4 separate regions of the Mus musculus genome follow, and regions 1, 2 and 3 are each linked to region 4. Evidence: chromatin contacts called from public HiChIP or PLAC-seq, Micro-C and capture Hi-C data. All regions are on one chromosome and are shown on one strand. Each heading gives the region's core, a stretch centred on a gene start, on an enhancer-like site or on the middle of the called end of the contact. The rest is flanking DNA. Distances are from core to core; before and after follow the strand shown.

Region 1 (3,371 bases), core at 492-2,991, 740 kb before region 4:
GACAACAGCCAAAGGTAGCTGCTAGTCAACCGTTGAGGCCTCAGATGTTTACCCAGCCCACCACACACACACACACACAGACACACACACACACACACACACACGCACACGCACACACACACACACACACACACACTCACTCATAATAAAAGGCTGCTGCGCACCATGAAGTTAAGGGAGCAGCAGCGGAGGAAACAGTGACAGGCAGCACAGATGATGAACCGGTTACCTCCCGGAACTTAGAGCATCCCTCGTGGCTGTTCTGAGGAAACTCAGATGTGCTGGTGGCTGCTCCCAATATCCACGTCTCTCAGAGGCAGAGGTGGCAATTTATCTCTGGCCTGGCCAAGCGTTTTTTTTTAATTTTCCGAGGCTACCGAACCATCCCTTTACGTAAAAGCACCTGTTCACACCTCTATTGCTGTCTGTAAAACCTAAATGAGATCATGTCTATAGACTGATATTTATGAGAAATTGCCTAATGCTTCTCCAGTTCCCTTCTCTCTTGATGTGACATTCCAGAGCAAATCAAGCAGTCGATAGATAAAATTTGAATTTAAAAGATACTTTATCTAAGGTCCTGTGGCCGAGTTGCCTGAGGACTGGCTTGTCTGTCCACCCCAGCATGCACAGAAAACATTGAAGTGAACACACATAACACATAGGATTGTGTTTACTTTGGAAATGCTAAAGGCCACCAGATTCCTTACATTACAACACTGTTGTAAATGGGACTCTCCACAGGAAACTGTCTTTGGAAATGAGCCCCAGAATGATCTATGTTATTTCACAAACCACAGAAACATGTGTGGGGAAAGCCAGAGTTAACTGACGTGGCTTTAGTCAGGAAAGCAATTTTACCTTTAGAGACCAAGACCTCTCACCAACTCTGAGCTGTGCTTAGTTTGTTCCCTTATCTTTTGTTGCCTGATACACCTGCTGGGTTAGCTCTAACTGTTCTAGTCCATTGCACGCTGCACAGAAGCGTCTGAATGGAATAAAGCTAGCAGTGCACATATTTTTCAGCCGACCTGTTGCTGACCACTCTTTGATTCAAGTCTTGCAGATACTGGGGTACACCTAACACGCCAGTTCTGACATCACCTGGGGCAGCATAGAAATACAGGACTCCCTGACTTCAAGCAGGCTTGTGAATGGCTGCCAGACTGTAACTCGTGGGTCACTTATCTTTACCTTTGTGTGGCAAGGCTTGACCAACCAGGTTAGAGTGAACTTTGGCAAGAAGGACATAATGTCTCTCTCTCTTCCACATCCATATTCACTATACTGTATATGTTCCAGAATATTTTCCCAAGAGAATTCAGGCTGTCAGCAGGATTCATGATCAACCTCGGAAGCTCATCACTAGATCATTTTAGAGACTTTATTCAAAGTTCTTTGACGTTATCCAAAGTTAACAATGGTTGGGTAGGTGGAGAGGTGGGAAGATTGAAGCAAACACTTTCCAAAATTAAAAAATAAGAGCAAAAGAATCATGAGGCTTCCTGGCCTGTTGTCAGATCCAATCTCCAAAGCCACCACCCCTGGCTGTGCTGAGCTGGGAGGAGTGGGTCCTGATGTGTCATCTGTTGGGCTCCCCGGTTCCACAGGGGGGAGTGAGTCACTCCTCCTTCCATCTCTTGCTGACAAACTCAACTTCTCTGCCAGGCAGCTTTATCATACTATGTGCACACCATAAATAACTAAGGCAAGGCTGTACTCACACTTCTGGGAGTTACAGTGAGTCAGAGGTGTGAACACGCAGGGGCCAGAGAGGCTGGAGCTTCCAGAAACACCACATGAAAGAACGTCATGTCACATTCTCTTAGTCAGTGGAGATAGAAGGCAGACCACTCCTATCTACTCCAGAAGAAATGAATGCTGTGGTCTCGTCACAAAGGGACAGCCAGGGAGACAGGCAAGCACCTCAGATTGTGTTGGCCTGGCCAGGCAAGGACCATGGCTACATCTCACCACTGTTAAATCTCAAACCCGGGACAAAGGGCTGAGGTGCTGGCTGCCAAGTTCTCCGTGCATTCCTCAGTCCCTACCTGTTACAGGATCCTCCAGACTGGACTGGCATACCCTGCCCCTACCCTGAACTCTCCAAGAGGATAAACTAACTGACTTTCCTCCAGCTGCCCTTCCCTATATATTCCAACCTTCTAGGTGACCCTTTGTCTACTTTCTTGGCCCAGGCTGGTTATCAGCTGCTCTTCCCTCTCCTCACAAGGCTTTGTACTCCCCTGGATGTCCCTGCCCCCACCCCAGGCTATACTCCCCTTTTATCTACAATAGACTCTCTTCTCTACCACTCTGAGGAATAGTCAAGTCCTTTTCTAGTTATTTCTTCCTTTTCATTCAGCCATCAACATTGGGCTACAACCCAGCCTCTGGGTTACCAATTGTTGAATTCTGACATTTAGCTAAATACAGTTTGAATCACAGCATCTGTGTTTTATCAACAACTTGTACACAATAATCTGTGTGGCGACTTTTGTACACAAACAGCTGCTTAGAACAAACAGCTTTTTTTTTTTTTTTTTTAGATCTGCTACTCTGAATGTGTTTGGACTCTGAGTTGCCTCATTCCCTTGCTCCTGTTCAAGAAAAATGTTTGACCTAAAAAGACATGCATTTCCTCATCCCAGTGCACGCCAGCTGTGTGGATTTCTTTTGTCTTTTTAATTGTTTTTATAGGCAAATAAGGGACAGCAAAGCAGACTGAATGGTGTTTTGTCTGTTTTGTTTTCCATAGGGCCTTACTAGATCAAATTCCTTCTGAAACTTTTTTGTTTGTTTGTTTAAATCAGATTGTATTAAAACCTAAATGGAGAGAAATCTTGGTTCTGTAACACAGGAAGGCATTTCTGTGTGAAAAGAAAAAAATTGGCGGCAGGATAGAGACACCAGTGAAGGCTCTGAGCAGAGCTTTGGCCTTCAGATCAGTGAAAAAGGACCCCTGCCTCAGGCTCCTGCTAAGTACTGAGAGAAGCGGGCTTCTTCCCTTTCCTTTGTCCCTCCTGTACCTCATTCCCTCCCTCTCCCCCTGCCTTCCTCTCCCTCTTTATGACCCTCCTTCTGTAGCTGAGAGAAAGAAGATATCTCACCCAGCCACCCAGTGGAGAGCTCTGAGTAAATCCAGGCAGGTCTTTTTTGGAAGCCAGAGACATAAATTACTTCAGGTACCAAGTATAGGGTTTACAGAGAGGATAGCATCACTCTATGACCTGCTGAGTTTTAAATTGGAGGGAGAAGGGGGTAATATATGCACAACTGCTCCAGCAGACATCTCTTTGCTTCACAGACCCAGAAAATAAGATCTTTCTCATACTGCTTCCTAGAGCAGGATGGCTCACTACCTCCTAGAG
Region 2 (3,210 bases), core at 91-2,590, 860 kb before region 4:
CAGACTGTCATGTGCTAAAAAGCAGTGACTAAGTGGCCATGCATAGCAGAGCTACTTGGCCCTGAAAAGAGCTCAGATTCCCATTGGCAGCATCTTCTTCTTAAAACTCCTCTTGTCATATCACGTTGGTTTCCACCTCTGCAATTCTCAGTTCTTAAGATTCAGCAAATCTTAACAGAGTGCTTGCTGTGCGTGGAAACCCCTTAGGAACCTAAACCAGGCAACACTCTGCACTCCCTGTCAAAGAGCAAGCTCAAAGGCTAGCAGGAAATTGAGATCAAGAAAGTCAAAATCTAAGACACCCCCCCACACCTTCCCTGTCACCCCTGGCCTTGAATCAATGCCACTCTGATTATAATGGCCCCTCTGGCTGAGTGCTGTTCAGGTTTAAGAAGCCCAGCTTAACAGCTGATTGCTCCGTTGTAGAGCACTTGCCTAACACGAACATAATCTTGGTTTCCATCAGCAGCAACCTAAAGCAAGATGAAAGAAAACAGGAAAGAGAGAGAGAAAGAGAGAGATTAATCAGGAAGGAAAGAGGAAGAAAGAAGGGAGAGGAGGAGGGAGGGAAGAAAGGAAGAATGAAAACAGAAAGACCTATTTTCTTCTCTCTGGCTCCAATAAAAGTGTTTTGTGCACCATTTCTTCACCTCCACTGGAGAAAACTCTCTTCTGTGTGACTTTCCTTCTTAGCTGGTTTTCTTTCCTTTTCAAAAGATGTTAGGTTTTAAGATTCTGTGTGCATGCAAGCATGTGTATGTACGTATGTATGTGCATGTAAGTATCAGTGCTGTGCACCAGAAGAGGCCCTGGTGCCCAGAGCTGGGTTCTAGGTGTTTAGGAGCCACCCTACATGGGTGCTGCAAACTGAACTCAGGTCTTCTGCAAGAGAAGCACATTTTCTTATTCATGAAACTCTCTCTCTCCTGCTTCTAATGCTCTCAAAAACGCTGGTCCATAAAATGTGACACAGGCATCGGGTTCTTCTTCTATTTGAACTAAAGATGTTCAAAGCACCCTCTTCCATGTGGAAGCTCCACTACACTCAAAGCCACTGTCAAAGTTTCATCCTTATCATCGGGTTGTGCTCCTATAAAATGTCGGTCTCTCAGGGTTAGCTGGACGATATGTCACTGTGTTGTGAGTTGTAGCATTTTTCACTCACTCTAGAAAGATCCAGTTGCAACATACATATTATAATTCTCTCCCTTAAAATATCACATCTACTGCACTGTTTAAAAAAACCAAGTTCTACCACATATTTCTGACACTCAGACGTTTCTGTGTCTAGTAAACAACTATGACCTCATTTTGTGAAAAACCACAGGAGCAAAAAAGAGGCTTTGCTGTGAAATCTCACTTCTCTTTCTTTAAGATGTGCTGATAAGGATCAGGGCTCGCTCTAGAATAAAGACAGATTTCTAAAAGAAATCTGCTACATCTCACAACACAGCGACATATCACCCAGCTAACCCTGAGAGACCAAAGTTTTATAGGTCAATGTCAAGTCTTTATAAAGAATGTTTACCTACACATGTATGCATGAGCCTAATGTGCATACATATGTATGTGCATGCTCTCTCTCTCTCTCTCTCTCTCTCCCTCCCTCCCTCCCTCCCTCGCTGTCTCCCTCTCTCCCTCTCTCCCTCTCTCCCTCTCCCTCTGACTTTGGCTATTAGCTTGTGGCTGGGTAGCAACTATATCTTTTCCCCAGTAACTTTGCCTCTTGTTTCTCAGAAACGTCCAAAATCTAGGCTAGGGTGTATTCCCCTAAGCTCTCTCCTTTCTCCCTTTCTCTGAAATCTGAGCAGGACATGTGGGAGGGAGCCCCTGTTGCTCTTGCCTCAGGTGCCATATCATCTGAAGTCCTCACTACCAAACCCACCTGAATTTCCTCTCTGCTAATCATTAACAAGAGTCCCTGCAAAGGAAATCTCATTAATCATTTAGTTTTATATATATATACATACACATACATATATACATATATGTATACATATATATATATACATGTGTATATATACATATATATGTGTATGTATATATATATATGTATACATATATATATGTATATATATATACACTACATACATACATACATACATACATATAAATTTAGAGTGACTGGCTTAATATTTCTACAATGAAACATTTGTTTCCTGTTGAAGAGAGAACAGGGAAGAAAAAAATGCATGGATTATCATGAGCTTACAAATGTGTATTTGATTTTCTGAGTCAAGGTCAAGAGTCTCAGGAAATACGTTAAAACAAATTGGCTCACTCACCCGACTTGAGAAATGTACGTTCCCTCATCCTCCATCTCAACTGGCCAGAATTCCAAGGTGTGATCATGAAAAGTGACTCTGGGCGAGCTTCTGTTGTTCAGCTCTCTATACTCATGTGAAGCACTGCCTTTGAACCATCTCATGGTGGCTGTTTCATTCCTGTGCACTGGTGCAGATATGCCACATGGCTTCAGATAAAAAGGTTCTCCCTCTACCACATGAATTTGTGATCGGTGAATACAACTTTCTACAGCAGATTGCAAGAGGAAAGGGAGATAAAACAGGACAAGGGTGATTTTTCCCTGATCCCCCTCCATGAGTATAAACAGTCAGTAAGAAAGCTGGGAGAAATCTCAGTATCGTACTCCTGTGCTGTCTTCTGTCTTAAGAGAAGACATACAGGAGATAAGACACTTTCAGAACCAAGATGAAGATAAAGCTGACGGCTTCCCCTAAACAGAAAGTTGAAGAGCTTAGCCAACCCTCACTCGAAGGCTTGGAGGCCACATCTTCAGAGTATGACACTTTATAACTTACTTTTAAGAAAAGGCATAGAATTCATAGGGTCATCATATTCCCTCGAAATGTCAGCACCATGGAATCTCCATGGGGAAGACAAGAAACCTGGGTACACATGTTCATCTCAGTCAAAGCAGGTCTCATGTCCCTTTGTCCAACCAGTCTGTCTCCTCGATCTGGGGAGGTTCGGGAGAGTTAAAGGAGTTCTTGGGTAGCTAAATCCTCACGGTGGCATGTTTCCACATAACTGACCAAGAACTGATGAATACAGACCATCCTTTCCCTTCCCATCTCCCCGTCTCTTCGCTCGGATTCTTTAGCTTTAGAAGAGTGGCCCTCTGTTCTAAATTACAGTTGTTGAACAGTTCTCAAAGCCACTCCACTGGATCTAGAATGCCCTTCATCC
Region 3 (3,066 bases), core at 273-2,772, 690 kb before region 4:
GCCACACCAATGATTGTATTAGTCTCTGATGTCTGTGTCCTGAATAGATTCAGCTTTAAGTTCAAGACATCAGGAGTTCAAGCAGGTCAGTTCATCATGTCCGATGAGGAGACTCACCAAGGCTGTAATATACAAATCTCAAAACAAAATTTAGCATCATCAAGATAACTTTTTTGTTTGATTCTCTGGAATCTAGTTCTCTGGAGGTTTCCCTCTATCAAATCTGATCCAAATTACTCTGGAAGGTATATAGACACTAATCACCTTTTTTTTTGGGGGGGGGGGGTTGGTTTTTTTGAGACAGAGTTTCTCTGTGTAGCCCTGGCTGTCCTGGAACTCACTTTGTAGACCAGGCTGGCCTCAGAAATCCACTTGCTTTTGCCTCCCGAGTGCTGGGATTAAAGGCGTGTGCTACCACGCCCAGCACTAATCACCTTTTCTAAAAACACAAAGACAAGACCTTTCTCCCAAATCAGCATATCCTTGAGCCAGTAACCAGAAAATCCTTTATATCGACCTCTCTCCCAGAGGAGTAAAATAACCACAAAACTCATCACACCCATTTTGAAAGTTAAAACAATCCAAAACACATGAAGTAAACTAAAATACTGTATGTGCCTATTCTTAGGCCTTTTCTATTTTGCCAGGCAGCATAATAACCAAGAATTCCCATGGAGCCCACGTTAGACAGAATTTGAGTATCCTGTGAGGCATATTAGAGCAATGTGTGTTTATACCATCTTTAAAACAATCAATTCACACTTGTTTCTGCTTATAAGCAGGCAGCTAGTCAAAGCAGAATTTATACCCAGAATTCCCGTGGAGCCCATGTAAGACAGAATTTGAGTATCCTGTAAGACGTATTAGACGTATTAGAGCAATACCATCTTTCTGTTCAGCTCGCTGCCTAGAGCCATAGACATTATTAATACCTATAATATAATGTATAATATCTATCTGTTGCTCTCTCTACCTGGAGCCACAGACATTGATAATTAATACCTGATCAAAGCAGGCAATGATTATCACTGCTCTCTCTACTGTGACTAATTTTCCCTATCCTAGTTCCAAACCACAGACGAAATTCCCCATGTGATTTGGACAGAATCTGTATATAAATCTATCCTAAAAGCAAATACTCCCAATTTTAAATTCACAGTTCAATCCCTCTGCCTTACAATGTAGGCAACTTCATTCTTCTATCTAACTCAAGGCAGCTTGCAATTCCCCACAGCGGGGAACCTCAGGGCCTGCTTAGTTTCAGTGTCCCCACCCCTTACCCCCCCACCCCGCGCTTGGATCATGTGACTAATCTAGTGCTACCTTTCTCTCACTTAGAAGATGAAACTTTAACTCTCAGGCTACTAATCTTAAATTTCTAGTGGATTCGTACCCAACACTTTGGTTTACCACCTGGTGCAGGAAATATTAAAAAGGACTGGCAAGTTCCCATGCTATACCCAGCTACTCTTTGCCCTGGCGGGCTGGCCAGCTATGAACTGGTGGCACGGCCTGTTCTTATCTCCTGGAGACTCTCTGACTCAAAACTCCAAAGTCTCTCCACCCAGCACACTAAGTTCCCACTGGCGGTTGTTATCATGCTGGCCCCATGCTTCCAATCCCCCATGGCCTTTGTGATGCACATCAGGCAAACCCACACTTTGCTGTTGTACCTTTCTCTCTGAAACCCAGCCAAGTCATTAAAAGAAGAAAAACACCACACAAACTTAGTTCAGAAACAATGGTAACTCAATCTCTGGGAACAACAACTAGAATCCTCATCTTGTAAGCCTTATTAAATCTAATTTCTCCTATGGTGAATCCTGGCAGATTGGCCATAAGCTGGGAGACACTAGTAGCTATGTCTTGTACTCACACTATCTCCATCCAGAAGATTCCAACTCTCTCCTCCTATGTCCTGCTTTTCTTAGTCAGCTTTAGTATTGTTTAGTATTTAACAATATTTCACAATCATTCTCAGGTTTTTGGACTATACCAACTCTCAAAAACCAGTGATCTCAGGGTTCCTTGTTATAAGCGGAGTATTTATGCTTTCTGTGTATAGCCATCTTGTTTGGTCATGTGTTTAAACATATTCATGACGTGCTTGCAATGAAGCAAATATAGGTAGCTATCAGCCAGGAAGAAGAAGAGGAGGAGGAAGAGGAGAAGAAGCAGAAGAAGAGGAGGAGGAAGAACAGGAGAGGAAGAGGAGGAAGAGGAGGAGGAGGAGGAGGAGGAGGAGGAGGAGGAGGAGGAGGAGGAGAACAGCAACAACAGAGTGAAATAGGTAGTATCCTAGCCAAAGAAACTAAGAAGGGTTCCTGTGCCTGGGATACAGGATGCCTCCGAAGTGGTACCCAGACAGAGGCAGGCAGAGTGGGATAGAAAGATCAGAGAATTCAGGACAAGAAGCAAAACAGATAGGAAGTTATTGCTGAAGAAGGGGTGAGGGGTGTTCCAGGCAAAGGAAAGCACACTGGAGTCCACCAGGCTAGGCAGTTTTTAAGTAAGCCTTTGATACTTACCTGGGTATATTAACTGCACATGCGCCGACTCAAAAATATTTGTGTTCTTAACAACACAGATAAACGGATAGCGATAAAACTGGCTTTTAACTTCTGAAATGTTAAGTGTTGTAATGAGTGTGTATTTTCTTTTGGTTGAAGGATGTTCCACACTGTTCAAGAGAAGGGGGTGAGGAGGGGGTTAATACAACAGAGTTGGCAAGATGCTTCAACACAGAATCAGACCTGCAGGCCCAGTTAACTGCTTTATTTGTATCATACATCACAGCTCAAATAATCACTGTCCCAGATCATGTGGATAACAGCTTGTCGTCAAGACAAATCTGAAACTGTATAACCTCAAGGTGAGAAACACTCAGTAGCAAAGAAATCAACATGAATTAGCAGCTTGCAAGAAATTAAAAAACAACACCCGCTTCTCTCTCTCTCTCCTCTCTCTCCTCTCTCTCTCTCTCTCACACACACACTCACATACTCTCTCATATATACACAGTTCTCTCACATACAGTCTCACACACCTACACACACTCTCACACAC
Region 4 (3,105 bases), core at 554-3,053:
CAATCTTGTGAGGAATTGGACTTAAGGGATGTTCTGGTTTTAAAGAACAAGTCTCCCACAGGCTTGCTGCGTGGTCTGAACACTGGTCCCCAGCCATTGATGGAGTTTACAGAGGTAGGGAAATGTTTGGGGTGGGGCCTAGCTGCAAAAGTCCCAATTGATAGAGGTGGCCTACGAGGTCATTGCTGCCCCTCACTCCTGTCTGGCTCTCTGCTTTCCATCACAGCTGCACAAACGTAACCAAGCAGAGGAGAGATCAGAGAGAGAGACTAGTTTCAATGGATGGGATACGGTGACAGAAATAACCGGGCATGCAACAGCCATTTTTTTTTTTTTTTTTTTTTTTTTTTTTTTTTTTTGGTCATTGGTGTTAGTTACCCTGACTCTACAAGCCGGGAACACCATTTAGCTTCTTGCTTCTTGTTTGTGCTTCGCTCCTCCTCCTGCTCCTCCTGCTCCTCCTCCTCCTCCTCCTCTCAGCTCACTGGGACACCAACACTGGTCTGTAGTGTCTTCCCCCATACTAGAACTTAAAATTGGTTTGGAGACAGAATTGACTTCATTTCATTGCTTCACCAACTTTCAAGCACGAGGGGTTCGTTTCTACCTCAGTTTCTCCCCACTAGAACGAGATTATCCCCAAGCCTGCTTGGCTCACCGTAGGGGGGCTATAGTGCTGGCTGTGCCTCGACGTCCCTCGTTTTTTCACATCCCACAGAAGCCCTTTGTCTACTGTCGGATCCCCCTGGCAAGAACCGAGGTATCTGAGGATGAATGGTTTCACTTCTTGCTCTGATCGTCCTTACCTGCTCCATGTCTCACGGTGGTTTCTTCATCTCCTGGACATTTCTAGATAAGCGGTGGGACCTTTGGGAGTTTCTAACAAACTTACAGTTTCCAAACTTGGGAATTTTGTAGGAGGCAAAGATTTAGTGCGCCCCCTGGTGACTGAGCAGTGGAACTTTATTTACAGTCGCTTGTCCTTGAAGCAAACATTAAACCCCATCTTGACTCAACTTCTTTCCTTCCCCCATGCTTTGGGGAAGTCCAATAAGGATGGAGGTGGGTCTTACTCCTCCGCTCCTGGGGTTGCCCTCCTCTCTTACTTCTTCAATATCCTCAGCGCAGCTACTGAAGCCCCCGCCAGGGTCCAGGATCCAGATACAGGCTGTAGGAACAGCTACTTGTAAAAGATGAGGAGGGCAGAACAGAGAAGCCTTTCCCAAGTGTGCTTACTCAGGCCTTGTGTGAGCCGGAGGCTAGAGTTAGATCAGTTGGCTGATTGTTAGAATCGCTCCAGGCTAGAGAACATTGGAGACCAGACCCTACAGAAGCAGGTTTTCCTTTAATCAGAACAGCCAAGGGCAGAAGCCACTCCTGGGGAATGTGCTTAGGAGTGGGGGTGGGGGGTGGGGCGGGTTGGAGTTTTATAGGGCAGAAAAGGGAACTTCTGTAGTGGGAGATTACATCTGCTTCCTTCCCCTGCAGTCTTCAAGCTTGTAAATGCTCTTCTTATCAAGAGCTCACTGGGTCCTAACTTCCTGCAGAAGATGCTGCCTTTGTGTTAACCTACCTGTCCTGGAGTTGCTCAGCTCGCCCGCCCGAGGCTTTTGGGTTGTTTGGCCTTGAGCCGTATCAGCACCAGATGTTTTCAGACACCTAGAGAGGCTACGCAGCTTGCACCGGCTCCCGAAAGTACCGGCCCCAGACACATCTATTTCCAACAGTGTGGACTTTTCTCTGTAGCCATTGCCACGGGGGTCAGAGCATTTCTCTCGAGGGCCTAGCAGAGAGACCGCAGTGACTGCCACAAACAGGCAAGGCCAGTGCGCGCAAGGCCAGCGCACTGGCCACACTTCCCTTCAGTAAGGCAAAAGGGAGTTTTTCTCCATTTTTCTGAGAAACCAGGAGAAAAGGTTAATGCTCAAATTTCCCAAACCTGTTTCAGTTGTGATTCTTAACTTCCTTCTGCCTCTGCCAAGGGGCTCACACTCACACAAAGAAACCAGAGGTAACCTAATCTCATCCTCTTGGTCCATCCTCCTGTCGCAGCCTTCCAAGAGGAATAGCGTGAGCCCGCAAAGCCCCTTCTTGTTTCTATTTTCTTCATCATTTTACTGTCTATAAAGTAAGCCTTCAGTACTTGGTTCCAGGAAAACTTACTGCATCTGATAGAACTAAGAGCCATCGGATTCCAGAAACACAAATGAGGCAGTCAAGATCTTTAAACTAAAAGTAACATCATCTAGATCTTTTTATTTTAGAATTTATTTTGAAGTTGTGTGTGTGTGTGTGTCTAAATGTAGTGTTGTACATGTGAGTGCAGCACCCACAGAGGCCAGAATCGGGCACCAGATCCCCTGGAGCTGGAATTACAAGCAGTTGTGAACTGCCCCCAAAGGCTGCTAGGACCAGAATTCCATCTGCTGCAGAGTCCTGTGGGCCCTTAACCTCTGCACCGTCTCTCCAAGCCCTCTAGATTTAGATCTATCTTGTGCAAAAGTCATCTTTCCATAAATACTTGGAAAAGATCATGTATTTATCTTGAATGTTTCGTGGGGTTTGTTTGTCTTGGGACATATTAATCATTGTTACTGCTTGTCCTATAGTGTCCTATATTCTGCAAGTATATTCTGGTGGATATCGCTTATAAAGAATATCTCTGTCCAGATGCTTTTATTGAAAAAGTAATAATTACCTCAGAGTAAGAGTCTTATGAATCAGGCCAGGATATAAGCAACAGACAGCGCCAGCTGTGAGAGAAACTGAAAACTGTAAGCCCCTCAAGGTCACTGTGCAGCTGTCCAAGGTCAGACAAAAGCCCTATGGAGCCTTTTAGGCTTTCTGGAGTGGGTGGGAGAGAGACTTTCTCCTCACATCCTAACACATCAGAAACTTTTGAACCAGCTTGGCAAGAAAGGCTTCACCTATGCCTGGGGGGTTCTGAGTCTTTGATCGGAAGTTTTCCCACACAGGTGCAGCTCCATCGCAATACTAACAGCCACCCTGCTTCCCAGTCCCAGGCACAGCCCTGCATCTAACCTGTAGGTTAGACTCTCACAGGAGGCCTCTTTACCTTAAGGCAGTGGTTCTCAGCCTTCCTCA

The links. Hi-C and Micro-C count contacts between places; a contact is called where the count stands out from the background. HiChIP or PLAC-seq counts read pairs in DNA pulled down with a chosen protein or histone mark. Capture Hi-C pulls out chosen DNA fragments and counts their contacts.
Region 1: a contact with region 4 is called in a Micro-C map of the G1E-ER4 cell line. The contact joins two enhancer-like sites. A contact is called at or near these places in 1 of 15 datasets of contacts at CTCF or cohesin (large pre-B cells), 1 of 484 Hi-C or Micro-C datasets (the G1E-ER4 cell line) and 1 of 115 datasets of contacts at active chromatin or transcription factors (embryonic stem cells).
Region 2: an H3K27ac HiChIP or PLAC-seq map of regulatory T cell precursor shows a contact between it and region 4, with 4 times the contacts expected there. The contact joins two enhancer-like sites. A contact is called at or near these places in 2 of 115 datasets of contacts at active chromatin or transcription factors (regulatory T cell precursor and thymic regulatory T cells).
Region 3: a capture Hi-C map of embryonic stem cells shows a contact between it and region 4, with 5 times the contacts expected there. The contact joins two enhancer-like sites. A contact is called at or near these places in 1 of 15 datasets of contacts at CTCF or cohesin (large pre-B cells), 1 of 115 datasets of contacts at active chromatin or transcription factors (microglia) and 1 of 9 other capture datasets (embryonic stem cells).

Annotation. Positions count from the first base shown.
Region 1 is chr1:40,357,326-40,360,696 of GRCm38.p6, reverse strand. All of the region lies in intron 9 of Il1rl2 (interleukin 1 receptor-like 2), which reads right to left. Among named protein-coding and RNA genes, the nearest start is that of Il1rl2, 34 kb to the right of the region's middle. Within about 2 kb of position 1,741, at least 82 of the 459 cell types and tissues checked have an H3K27ac peak or open chromatin away from gene starts, as enhancers often do. A contact at or near this core is called in the G1E-ER4 cell line, where this site is marked.
Region 2 is chr1:40,474,016-40,477,225 of GRCm38.p6, reverse strand. Il18r1 (interleukin 18 receptor 1) reads right to left here. Exons shown (of 11, transcript NM_008365.2): 3 at 2,286-2,532. Among named protein-coding and RNA genes, the nearest start is that of Il18r1, 9.6 kb to the right of the region's middle. Within about 2 kb of position 1,340, at least 49 of the 459 cell types and tissues checked have an H3K27ac peak or open chromatin away from gene starts, as enhancers often do. A contact at or near this core is called in regulatory T cell precursor, where this site is marked.
Region 3 is chr1:40,301,892-40,304,957 of GRCm38.p6, reverse strand. Il1r1 (interleukin 1 receptor, type I) reads right to left here. Exons shown (of 11, transcript NM_001123382.1): 8 at 2,529-2,680. Among named protein-coding and RNA genes, the nearest start is that of Il1rl2, 21 kb to the left of the region's middle. Within about 2 kb of position 1,522, at least 9 of the 459 cell types and tissues checked have an H3K27ac peak or open chromatin away from gene starts, as enhancers often do. A contact at or near this core is called in embryonic stem cells, where this site is marked.
Region 4 is chr1:39,612,944-39,616,048 of GRCm38.p6, reverse strand. No RefSeq gene overlaps it. Among named protein-coding and RNA genes, the nearest start is that of Gm51620, 22 kb to the right of the region's middle. Within about 2 kb of position 1,803, at least 89 of the 459 cell types and tissues checked have an H3K27ac peak or open chromatin away from gene starts, as enhancers often do. A contact at or near this core is called in the G1E-ER4 cell line, embryonic stem cells and regulatory T cell precursor, where this site is marked.